Regions from separate parts of the Zea mays genome. Here region 1 is linked to region 2. A link is a contact called in public Hi-C data. All regions are on one chromosome and are shown on one strand. The core of a region is the stretch at or near the end of the contact, and the rest is flanking DNA. Distances in the headings are between cores, read along the strand shown.

The links. Hi-C and Micro-C count contacts between places; a contact is called where the count stands out from the background.
Region 1: a contact with region 2 is called in a Hi-C map of ear, with 2.0 times the contacts expected there. The contact joins the promoter of LOC100283879 here to the promoter of LOC103634978 in region 2. A contact is called at or near these places in 2 of 25 Hi-C or Micro-C datasets (ear and tassel).

The regions. Positions count from the first base shown.
Region 1 is chr8:25,765,190-25,772,226 of Zm-B73-REFERENCE-NAM-5.0, forward strand. LOC100283879 (SEC13-related protein) reads left to right here and starts at 5,650. Exons shown (of 2, transcript NM_001348977.1): 1 at 5,650-5,803.
Region 2 is chr8:25,640,098-25,646,448 of Zm-B73-REFERENCE-NAM-5.0, forward strand. LOC103634978 (GDSL esterase/lipase At1g28590) reads left to right here and starts at 2,331. Exons shown (of 4, transcript XM_008657552.2): 1 at 2,331-2,610; 2 at 2,748-2,987; 3 at 3,085-3,233; 4 at 3,360-3,982. The coding sequence starts at 2,367. The coding sequence ends at 3,857.

The DNA of each region.
Region 1 (7,037 bases), core at 4,400-6,899, 130 kb after region 2:
GCATAATTTGATGGGTTACCTATTTAGATAACCTTTCCAACCTTACTCCTTGATCAAACCTGGGTATTATACTTTACCTTCGTAGCTATGCTATTGCTACAACTTAACTTTATGCAGTCACTCCCGCTTATGATATTAATGTTCCAAATGGTAAGTTTACTCTATTGTTGTTAACCCGATGGTTAAACAAGATTATTGCATATTAATTGGAACATGGAGTGACCACCCGGGAAAACAGTGCTACCATGAGAACTATCATGGCTCTGGTCTTGGCTAAATAACTAGGGAAGTCTTATGTTGGGTGCTGGTCGTGGTCGACCGGAACGGGGGCATCTGACAAACGCTTATATTCTAGCTCAGGCAGATTGGATACGGGCATAGTTCCCAAAGCTTTACCCTGCAGACTGGTCTATAAGTCGGTTACGTTAGGTGTGCCTTATGCAGTTTGACCATTTCCAGCATTTGCGTAATGAGGACTCTAGGGAGAAGCCTCGTAGTGAGACCCTAGCCATTCACCTCGGAAGTGAATACGGGTCTAGCTAACCCGGGCTAGAAGGGAATCGCGACTCATGGGTAAAGATGTGCCACCTCTGCAGAGTGTAAAACTGATATATCAGCCGTGCTCACGGTTATGAGCGGCCTGGACTCCTCACATGATAATTGAACTTGAAGATGGAAATAAATCGAGATCCGATGATCTGCTAATGGTTTGCTTAAGTGGTTTCACTTAAGTGTTGTTGAAATATTCTTATACCTTTGTTTAATGGGAATACTTGGGATTCACACTTATTAGTAAGACAGGTGTTGTTAATAAAATGTTGACCAACTAAAATGCTTACTGCTCAACCTTAGCCTCACCTTGTTAAACTTGCATTAGTTTTTCCCCCACTTGCTGAGCCCCGACCATAAGTGAGCTCACCCTTGCTTAATTTTGATCAGAAGTTGCAGATGAAGATATGATGCTGAACTCCATGGATGCTAGTCTAGTGATACCCCCGGTCATCTTCCTGTGGATGGATGTCCTTGTTTCGCTGTACTTTGATGAATAAAGATTAAGACATTATGTCTATTCGAAGTGTAATATGTTAATATAATCGTTATTTACGCTTTTATGCATTGTCCTTTTGATATATTACACTTGTGACGTCAACATATGTGTGGAAATAGATCCTGGCACACATATGCGATGCACCCGGCTCTGCCCTTAGAAACGGGTGTGACAGGACCGCACCACCACGCCAATTTCAAAAAATTTCGAAACCAAGTTGTTTTCAATTGGTATCTTTGAAATTAGTATTCCTCTAAGAAATTCTATATCAATTGGTATCTATATTTTAAGGAGCAGTTTTTCAAAAATTGGTATCTAAAATATTTGATCTTCTTTTAATTTGTAAAACCCTCTTGAACACTAAGAGGAGAATTTCATTAAGGGGGGGTTTTGTTTAGTCAAAGGAAAAGCATTTGAAACAGGGGGAGGAAATTTTCAAATCTTAACATGCTTCTCGAAATCTTATTCATATATCTTTGACTATTTGCAAAAAGACTTTGAAAAAGAATTTCCAAAAACATTTGCAAAAACAAAACAAGTGGTGCAAGTGTGGTCCAAAATGTTAAAAGAAAGAAAGCAATCCATGCATATCTAATGAAAGTTTAAATTAGTTTAAATTCCAAGCAACCTTTGCACTTACCTTATGCAAACTAGTTCAATTCTGCACTTATACATTTGCTTTGGTTTGTGTTGGCATCAATCACCAAAAAGGGGAGGTTGAAAGGGAAATAGGGTCAAACCTTTTCCTAAATAATTTTGGTGGTTGAATTGCCCAACACAAATAATTAGACTAACTAGTTTGCTCTAGATTATAAGTTCTATAGGTGCCAAAGGTTCAACACAAACCAATAAAAAGGTCCAAGATAGGGTTCAAAAAGAAAGGAGCAAAAGAAACTGAAGGCTGCCCTGGTCTGGCGCACCGGACTGTCCGTTGTGCCACCAGACAGTGTCCGGTGCGCCACCAGACAGTGTCCGGTGCACCAGGGTGAATCAACTCGAACTCGCCACCTTCGGGTTTCTGGAAAAGCCACTCCGCTATAATTTACCGGACTGTCCGGTGTGCTAGCGGAGCAACAGCTATAGAGCAACGGTCGACTCCAACGGAAACCTGAAAAGCGCTACAGTGCGCGGACAGTGCGCGTAGAGTCAGAGCAGGCGCCAGAAGGCGCACCGGACAGTAAACAGTGAATGTCCGGTGCACCATGAGACTGTCCGGTGGCCCAGGCTGTCAGAGCTCCAACGGTCGAACCCTAACGATTGGGTGACATGGTTGGCGCACCGGACAGTGTCTGTCCGGTGCGCCCATCGACAGCAGCCCAACCCCAACGGTTGGTTTGGTGGTTGGGGCTATAAATACCCCTCAACCACCACCACTTCAAGGCATCCAAGTTTTCAGCCATTGCATTCAATACAAGAGCTCTAGACTTCACTCCAAGATACAAACAAAAGATCAAATCCTCTCCCATGTCCAAAATCACTCCAAACATTTAGTGACTAGTGAGAGAGAGATATTTGTGTTCATTTGAGTTCTTGTCGCTTGGATCGCTTTTCTTCTTCCCCATTGTTGTTACCAAGACACTTGTAATCAAAGCAAGAGACACCAATTGTGTGGTGGTCCTTGTGGGGTCTAAGTGACCCATTTGATTAAGGAGAAAAGCTCACTCGGTCTAGGTGACCGTTTGAGAGAGGGAAAGGGTTGAAAGAGACCCGGTCTTTGTGACCACCTCAACGGGGAGTAGGTTTGCAAGAACCGAACCTCGGTAAAACAAATCACTGTGTCATCCGCGTTCATTTTCTTGTGATTTGTTTTCGCCCTCTCTAACGGACTCGGTTTTATTTCTAACACTAACCCGACTTGTAGTTGTGCTTAAAGTTTGTAAATTTCAGATTTGCCTATTCACCCCCCTCTAGGCGACTTTCACTGGTGTTCCTGCCTGACGGGCCGGACGGTCTGCGCGTACGCAGGGTCGGCGAAGATCGCCAACGGCGCCTGGATCTCGCTCACGGGAGGGACCCTGTCGGGGAGGAGAGATCCTAGGTGTTGTCTAGGCTCGGTAGACCGACCTAAACACCTCTAATCGACATAGGGCCGAAGAGAAGCAAAGAATTTAGGATTAAGAGGCTAAACTAGGGCTAGACTAGAACTACTCCTAATGCATAAGGTAAAAACAAGAAATAGACTTGATTGATCGATTGTTGGGGGTTCAATCGGTTGTAGCCCTTCATCTATATAAAGGGGGAGGTCTGGATCCGCTACAAACTGTTTCCCGAGCTAATCCCGCGGTTTTAGGTAACAAATCCCGCGAGAAACTAGGAACCCTAACTGACTCTGCGCACGCGCGGACCTTCTGCGCTACCACCGCGGACCGTCCTCGCGGCCTTTTTCTGTGTTCAACACCTGCCTCGCTTCCTTGGTAGAGGTGTATTGGACCCGTACAACCCCGTGGCAGATGAGTAACATGACTTGTGGGTAAATGGTACAACCTCTGCAGAGTGTAAAACTGGTATACTAGCCGTGCTCGTGGTCATGAACAGCTCACGACTCTCGCATGGTTAAACTATGGAACTAAATTCAATTTGTCATTTGCATTGCATGTGATTTATTATTAATTTTGTTCTATTATTATTCTGGTATGATATTTACTTACATATAGTAATTGCTAATAAAATTTGACCAACTTATTAAAAGCAATGCTCGGCTTGAACTCCTATTGTTGAACAATTTTACACTTTACATGAACTCATACCTTTGGTGAGTTCATGCACATTATTCTCTACAATTTGTTGAGCTATGATTTTTTGTGAGCTCACACTTGTGATATATAACTATAGATGGCCATTTGGCACTAACACGATGGGCCGGCCCAGGCACGGCACGAAAAAGCACGGTCCAGGCACGACCCGGTCCGGTTAGTATAGTGCCAGTGCCTGGCACGGCACGGCTATAGTGCCGTGCCTGGGCCACTATCTCGACCCGTAGTGCTGGCACGGGCACGACACGGTTACATTTTTTATTTTAAAAATAATAGTTTACATATATTAATTATAAGAATTCAACATATAACACAATAAAACTGCAGTTGCACTGGTTAGATGGATGCGTTTAAGCTTCTTACTCACTAGGTTGTGGGTTCGAGCCCTCACAACTACACATTTTTTGCTAAATTCTACAATATACTCAGATGGGCCATAGTGCCACCGGGCCGGCCCGGCACGACTAACAGACTCACGGGCCGTGCCTGGGCCGCGGCAGCGGCACGCCGGCCCATCTGGGCACGGCACGGTTCACTAGCCGGGCCTGGCGGGCCGTGCCGCCGTCGGGCCGTGCCGGCGACGGGCCGTGCCGGGTCGGGCCGTGCCGGCCCGTTTGGCCATCTATATATATAACCCTCCACAGGAGAAGAACATATGGTCCAGCCGTCCAGGAGGAGCCGTACAATGAGGGGTACGAGTTAATCTAGGTAGTGTCTCTCAGTCAGCTTTATAACGCTAATGATGGACGTTTAGTTTGCTTTATATTTATCATTTATTTTTGTAAAACTTCCGCTACGTAATAATATTTTGTGACATTTATCTCTATATATTTTATTATTTTCTTCTTTAGCGTATATATGAGATATACTCAGCTTTATCCTTTAAATTCGGGTGTGATAATAATATACTCGGTATATACTTCGGGGCCAGAGCGGCCGCGCACCCTCCCCTGGCCGGCCATGTGTTTGTAGTTGGTTTACCCTAACGTACGTCCTAAAGGTCTCCTTGGTTCTGAGCTTCTGACCGAACGATGAACGCGTGGTACAACTTGTGACTATTGCATTACTTGCATGCAGCAATAATACAGTATATATAGTTATATAGCAAGGCAAGAACTGAAGAAAGATGATGGATCGGGGTGACGACTGACGATGGGGCGGAACTGCGCAAGTGAATGGAAGCATGTGATGGCACCTGTAGTTTATTTAAGATATATACTACTGCCCTCTTGTCGAATTCAGATCGGCCGGCTTTATTCGGATCATGCGCGGCCCGGGTAAGTAATGCTGACGTTTCAGTGTTATCAGCAGTAGTGCGCGTGATGTTGGGATGATCGAGGGCGTTTTTGGCAGAGAAGCCGAGACAGTGGCTTTTGCCTTTTTGGCCTGGAGAAGAAGGCTCCCTCTCTGGAAACATGTGCTAGGGAATATTTGGTGGCGTCAGGCTACGTCACGCACGGTGCCGTCATCATCACCATGGTTGCTGCGTTGTGCGTTTGCTTGTTGCTTCAGATCCAATCCAATGCAGCACCGCCACCGGCTACGACTACGAGCCCACAGGAAGCGGAGAAGAAGACGTCAGCACCCGCCGCCGGCCGCTCCAATTCGACCAGGCCAGGCCAGGCCGTGCGCGCGGGGGACGGACGATGCATGCAAGCGGCAATGGAGAGGGAGCCGAACGCTGGCTGGACCACCTTCTCCGACTCTCTCCGTGGCCTGATATCACGGCAACGACAAACAAACAGTGGGCCTAGCCCAACTGCATTCCTCGTTGGGCCATTTCGGCCGCGATCTGCAACCGGTTAAAGCGTCCCAAGCCCGGTACCAGTATCACCCAAAAGGCCGTATAGGCCCAGCACGCGTCCTGAGGGCCGCGCCGTCCAGTCCTCGCCAATTCCCATTCCGGTTCCGGCTTCCGCCGCCAGCGGCAGCAATCCCCTCCTCCTCCTCCCTGTCCCTGGACGCCGGCGCCGGCGTCGGCTCCTCATCGTCCGCGGGTAAGGCAAGAACTCTCGGCTCAATCTTCTTCCTCCCCACCTCCTCGGGTGTACCCAGCGATCGATTTGGTCCTGACCCGCGTGGAATCGGTTGGTCGTTTCATCTGTGGTACCACGCCCAGCCAGCCTAGCCTAGGTCGGGCCGCAAGTCCTACGGGGCGGCCTGTTCACCGTAGGGACGGATTTTTTTGGGAAAACGCTTTTATTAGTTTCGTATAGGCAGCATATTATAGGGATCTCGCAGATCCAACCCTTCGACCCTTTCTGTTTTGGGTGTCTGGCACCGGGACGTGTTCGCTAGCGCTCGTGTTCGTCGATTCGGATTTCTGAGCATACCCAAGTCTAGCAGTGACGCAGAGGAGGGAGTGCAGCTACAGATTTTTTCAGTGAGGCAGAGGAGGGACTGCAGCTACTTATTTAGGTTGTGGTATTTGGTTCTACACCCTTCTGCTGCAAATGTATGCTGCTAGGTTGGTTGAAGATAGATGCAAATATTGTTTTTTTTCCTTCTCAAAACCAAGTCCCAGTGTGTTCTACACTTGTATTGATTCGTGCTGGATGTTTCTGCAAAACAAGTATGCTTTTGCCGTCTTCGGTTCACAAAAAAAAACCTAAACGATCCAGTCTTCTATTGTAGCATCATAAAGTTACGAAGATGAGTTATCTTCGTGAGATTAGTATTTATTAGTGACATCACTGTCTGCATATATTTTTGCTTCAAACCTCTGTTGTCTCAGCTCTTTAAGCTATTTTGGGTCTATTTCAGGGTTTGGTTATGAATATGCATGGTTTGAAAATTTCAAACAAGTGCAAAAGACATTATCTTGCCAGATGTACTGCATTTTATGTGTATAATGCTGGACTATGTTTTCCTACTTCTCTTCCAAAAATAATGCCCCGTCGCCATTCTGGAACATTGCTAACTGGTGGGTTGGCGTTATTTTCCTGATCCTGTGATAGATATACCATTGCCCAGTATCTGGAGCTTGGTAAGCTAATTTTAGATGAAATTTATTGTTCAGAGGTGTATCCTCAATCAAATCGTCCTGTGTTTTAGCATGCAATCTGGCGAACAATGAACTTGGCCCATTGTGGAAAACATCCACACACTTCCACGCACGCATGGTATTGTGTAGACCATCAGTGTTCTGTATAACTTCATATGAATATATGATGTTTATCTCGGTAACATTTTTAGCTACTAAGTGTGCATACCTTTTGTACTTATGTTATTTTTTG
Region 2 (6,351 bases), core at 1,081-3,580:
GAATGTCGAAGCTCAAAAAACAATCAAGCTCGATGAAGTAGGGAGGGTTAAAATGGCAAACACAACACGAGCAGCTCAAATAGCGCAGAAAATACTCACAACACAGGTTTCTATTTATATACTCAGAACCCTACAGATTGGTGGGTCCCGCAGGTCAGTGTAATAGCGAAGGGAAGGTGTTTTTTCAGACCTTCGGCTAAAGGTCTTCGTTCACGTCGTAGTCTAAATTTGTTACAAACAAACAAATCAATTCTTCCTTCGAAGGTCCTCAAAAACGTAATTGACCATATGTTTTCAATATGACATGGACATAGCAAGGTGAAGATGAAGACCGAAGATAATAAGAATGAACGACGAAGCTGTCACTAAGGAGCTTTGGCTTTCATGTAATGATGAAGGCCGAGCATGATGATGACCAAAAAGGGACAAAGACTACTTAGTCCTTGATGTTTTGTATTATATAAATATATAAGTGTCAGGGGCATGAATGTAATTTTATCTGGACCGAGTCATGTGCTTATAAATAGATGAACAGTAGCACCGTACTGTTCATGTGTAATTGTAATCACTCTCTCGCGACCTCTTCTTTGAGCAAGCTGAATGTATCACTGTAATATTAACATTGTTAATATTTTCATATGTTTTGTGGAATAAAAATATATATATGAATTGATGAAACGCAACAATTATCTTCATCAATTTATATTTTTATTCATATGTTGATCTAATGAAGGTATGTAGCTCATGAGGGGAAATCTACTCCACCTCACGTCCTCACGTCCAGGCACACACGGACAAGGTACCAGTGCGGTCGATGTCGAGTTCTCCGCTGGTCACCTGCATTTGGGGCAATCAGTCGCCGATGGAGTTCACCGGCTCATTCAGAGAAGCAAATCCACTAGACCGCATCTCCAACTGCCAGTACTCGCCACCGCCTCGGCTGCCTCCTCCACCGCCACTCAATCATCCCCCGCCACTGCCGCCGCTCGAGCCGGACGACATGAACGCTTCCCGCACCCGCGTGCAGCTCCAACAGACCCTTGCGCGGGCAATTTTTCGCGGGACTCGCAATTTCGCGCATGCACTGTCGATTGGGGAGGAGGAGCTCGTATTCGGGATGAGATCTATTTGAGAAGAAATTGGGGAGCCTGTTGTTGGGCTAAAAACGTGAAGTTTTGCCAAAATATACTTTTCGGGGTGTTTTAAGTGATTTCTTGGAGATGCTCTTGAGGCCTTGTTTGGTTACAAGGGAATAAATCCCACCATGAATTTAATCTGGTTCTGGATTGGGTGAATTCATATGTCACACCCAATCTCATGGTGGGATTAAATCCACCATTTAATCCATGTATCTCTCAAAGCTACCTATTCTTTTGATCCATGGATTCTAATATAAACTTGTGCAATATCTTCATTGATTTGTTTCATACCTAATGAGATATGGATAGAATCTATGTCTTCCATAGTTTAAAAAATTCCTAAATCCTTGGGTTATAATTCATGATGAGTTTAACCGAATAAACAATAGAGTAGACTTCGATTATTTTAGTGCATAGATTGTGGCATGGATTTAATTCCAATCCATACTAATGTAGAGCTTGATTGGTGTAAACGAAAAGGCCTAAATCTGAGGGATATAATAGGAACGCCGCTGGAGGGACCTTAAATTTTGCTTTCAAATTTAATTCTGAGGGATCAAATAGATGTCTTTCTCTTAGATAACGTGGAGTTATGTTTTTGGCAGCCTAACACTCGCAAGTACTAGACGAAGGGAAAAAATCATACCTGCAGCAGGCCTGTGTTACCTTGTTGGTTTTAGTTGGGCCTAATTCGTAAGAACAAATAAGAGCCCACTGTGTCGCCTGCATGCAGGAAGGATGATCATGTGGCCAGTGACCACCCGAGTAGGAGCTGCTCACACTGTGCCAAGGGCGGAGAAAGTTGCGCCAATCCTCCTAGGGTTCTAGATATTGAGTTGAAGCTTTCCGCTAAAAGGTTTTGTAGAAGAAGAAAACAAGGAAGAGAAAATCATAACAAATCGACAGGGAATGGCGATATATGGAAAATAAACAGTAAATGCTATTAGTATAGTATTTACATTCTTGTAGACAATACTTATAGTATATATACAGCTTATGGCTATACTTTATAATTTTCAATGACCAGATGCCAAAAACGCACATAATATTTTATTCTCTGTTTAATTATTTCCGTTTCAAATAGTAAGGAAGTCATCCATGATCCGCCAAATGTTCTTCTCTATAAAAAGACTCAGATACAAGTTCTTCGGAAGTATTCTCTGTCTTTTGTCTTGAGATTAAGAAGTACAGAAAGCAGTCCTTCGTTGTTCGTCAGGAAAAAGAACAATGCAGCACGTAATCCTTTGCCTGCAAATCTCTCTGCTACTCTCCAGCTTCTCCTATTCGATGCAAGCCCAGTATACCTCGATCTTTAGCTTCGGCGACTCCTACACCGACACCGGCAACAAGGTCATCCTCTACGGCCCGGCGGCGGCGGATCTGTGGATCAACAAGCCGCCGTTCGGGATGACCTTCTTCGGACATCCGGCCGGTCGCCTCTCCGACGGCAGACTGGTCATAGATTTCATCGGTGAGTCTCTTCCGCGGCGAGGATAATTTCATTGTTCGCTCCTTATATTCTCGACGCCGGCAATGCCGCACCTATTCCTGAATACCTAATTGATCGATTAATTCGTTGCCCATTGGTCGTTCGGTGTATGTACACAGCCCAGGCACTGGGGCTACCTCTCCTTCCGCCCTCGCTGGCGAAGGACCAGAGCTTCAAGCAAGGCGCGAACTTCGCCGTGGCTGGCGCCACGGCGCTGAAGACGAGCACTACGAGGCCAGCGCTCTACCCACAGCTGGCCGTCGCCGGCGGTGCCGTGCCTCCTCCGAACAACATCTCTCTCGCTGACGAGCTGGGCTGGTTCGACGCCATGAAACCCGCGCTCTGCGGCTCACCCCAAGGTACGTAACTGATCCGGCCGCCGTCGTCGTTTGAGACGCCACGTACGACGCCATCATCCTATCATCATCACATTGCCGATGCATGCGCTCTCTGTAGCATGCAAGGACTACTTCACGAAGGCGCTGTTCGTCGTGGGCGAGCTGGGCTGGAACGACTACGGGGTCATGGTGGTCGGCGGCAAAAGCGTCGCCGAAGCGCAATCCTACGTGCCTCAGATCGTCGCAACAATCGTCGCTGCCACGGAGGCACGTATACCATACCAACTGTAGCTGACATGCATGCATTGTGCATGGTCCATATGATCGCACATCAACGCAAGGCGCCGATCACTCACTCCACCTCTATTGGCGCCGTGTGCATGATGCATGCAGAAGCTGATCAACGACGGCGCCACGGCGGTCGTGGTGTCGGGGATCTCGCCGATGGGCTGCGCTCCGGGGAACCTGGTGCTGCTGGCGAGCCAGGACCCGGCCGACTACGAGCCCGACACGGGGTGCCTCAAGGGAATGAACGAGCTATCCAGGGACCACAACGCGCAGCTGAGCCAGGCGCTGACGACGCTGGGCGGCAGGTACCCCGGCGCGCGCGTCACCTACGCCGACCTGTACGGCCCCGTCATCGCCTTCGCGGCCGCGCCGACGCGCTTCGGCTTCGACTCCGCGCTGAGGGACTGCTGCGGCGGTGGCGGCGGCAAGTACAATTTTAACCTGAGCGCCGCGTGCGGGATGCCCGGCGTGGCCGCCTGCCCGAACCCGTCGGCGTACGTCAACTGGGACGGCGTCCACCTCACCGAGGCGGCGTACCACCGCGTCGCCGATGGCTGGCTCAGGGGACCCTATGCCAACCCGCCCATTCTCGACACGGCGTAGCGAACTAGGCGATGCGGATGCGTGTATTAATTCAATTTCTTGCGGCCGGGAATCACGTAAATAATTTGTTGAGTTTTGTGTCTGATTTGATTCATGAGGCACTACTGTTCGATGAACGTCTTTTGAATTTAATCTAAGGAGGAGGAGGACCTCAACATTTTCGGCATGTATAGATATCTTCTCTACATAACACGTATAATTATATTTTGTGTTCGTGCATAGCACAGGTGTAGAATGCGGAGAGACGCATACATGTGTGGTTGTTGTGCAGGTCGATCTTTTTTTTTACTGATTTGTGCACGCTCGGGATATAGATTGGTTACAATAATCTATATATAACCAAATATCTAGGACATTACGAAGCCACACAGGAAGGCGCCTAACTATGTCGTATGACTTATCACGTCTATATAAAAGTCGTAACTGTTTTAAAATCGCTAGAAATCCCATTGTTTTTTTATGATAATGCAACATGCATGCGTTACACAAATATATACATACGAGCTACATCAAAAGTAATATGACGAAGCATATATACATACAGTAACTAGTCTTAGGACGTGTTTGTTTGGGTCTTCATGCGACGTGATTGGTTTACCACGGTAAATCCCGTTGGCTGTGGCTGTTGTTTGGTTGGGCTCGAATGCAATGGTTGGATGTCATCCGATGCGGTAGATAGTATAGATGTTCAAATGGGAGGGATCGTGTCAGACTCGAGTACGGCTAGGCTCGGCACGGATTGGGATCGTGCCAGTCCGGTCTGGATTAGCTAGCGGACAGTGTCGTGTGCTGTCCCACAGTCCCCGAGCGAGGCCCAGGCAGAACCCACTAGGTTAATAATTGTGTCGGTCCGGCTCTCGATCCGACGGGACTAACGGGCACATAACAACATATCACGTTTAACTAATAAAAATATCCTAAAATATGCATATATAGAGGGTTTAAACCATATTTATTAGCTCTAAACATTTATTTACACCAATATAACTAACAAAACACATGTTTCTTGCGTTTCATACTCTATATTCAAGTATAATATATGTATTTATATGAACAAATAGAAAAAATAAAACTGGGCTGTGTCGGGCCTAGACCGCCGTGCCACGTCTTCGGCTCTGGCATGACTTGGTGACCGAGCCGGACCGACACGGACCCGGTTCACTACGTGTCGTGCCGGATTTGGACCGGGCCAAACATGTGCCAGGTTTTGGACTGGACGGCAAGCCCGACGCGTTTGGACATGTATAGTCACGAGCCAACTAAACAAAACATGGTAATAACTATCCTGCAACACATCGTTCCCACTGCAGGATCTAGACCAAACAACACCTTAATTTTTCCTATCCTCACGGGATCTCCGGATGTAGGATGTTGTGTGTATTATTGTGCTCCCTTCACCCCAAAATATTATTTGTTTAAGCTCTTGATTTTTATATCTATATTTAATAATATAGTTGATCGTTGGCTATAATAATCTTTGCAGCCTATCCGTATAATATTAAGCTCTTCACTATTAATATAGGACCCCCTCTCATCCTTTTGATAAAGTTCTTGGTTTCTATGTGAACTGACGGTAAGTTCATAGCCCCTTTCTCCTCTCTTTCCTCCACCTCAAGTATTTAGTCAGTTTACCGTCTCTTATTATACTTGCTCTAAAACACATACATGAATCCACCATTGATTACCTAAAATGAATTTTAATTTAGGAGCGGGGAGTACAAGTTAAGTCTTGCAACAATTTTCGCTACAATCTTGCTAATTTTGTCCGCTGATTCTTTACTGAACCTGCGCTTGCGCTGGTGAAAGTCGCCTAGATGGGGGGTGAATAGGGCGAATCTGAAATTTATAAATTTAAGCACAACTATAAGTCGGGTTAGCGTTAGAAATAAGAACGAGTCCGAGAGAGAGGGTGAAAAACAAATCGCAAGCAAACAAGGAGTGTGACACAAGGATTTGTTTTACCGAGGTTCGGTTCTTGCAAACCTACTCCCCATTGAGGTGGTCACAAAGACCGGGTCTCTTTCAACCCTTTCCCTCTCTCAAACAATCACTTAGACCGAGTGAGCTTCTCTTCTCAATCAAACGGGACACAAAGTCCCCGCAAGGACCACCACGCAATTGGTGTCTCTTGCCTCGGTTACAATTGAGTTAATCACAAGAAAGAATGAGAAAAAGAAGCAATCCAAGCGCAAGAGCTCAAATGAACACAAGTCACTCTCTCACTAGTCACTATTTGATTTGGAATGAACTATGGACTTGGGAGAGGATTTGATCTCTTTGGTGTGTCTTGTATTGAATGCTATAGCTCTTGTAAGATGTAGGAAGTTGGAAAACTTGGATGCAATGAATGTTGGGTGGTTGGGGGTATTTATAGCCCCAACCACCAATCTAGTCGTTTGGTGAAGGTTGTTGTCGCATGACGCACCAGACAGTCCGGTGCGCCACCGGACACTGTCCGGTGCGCCTGCCACATCACCAAACTGTTGGATTCCGA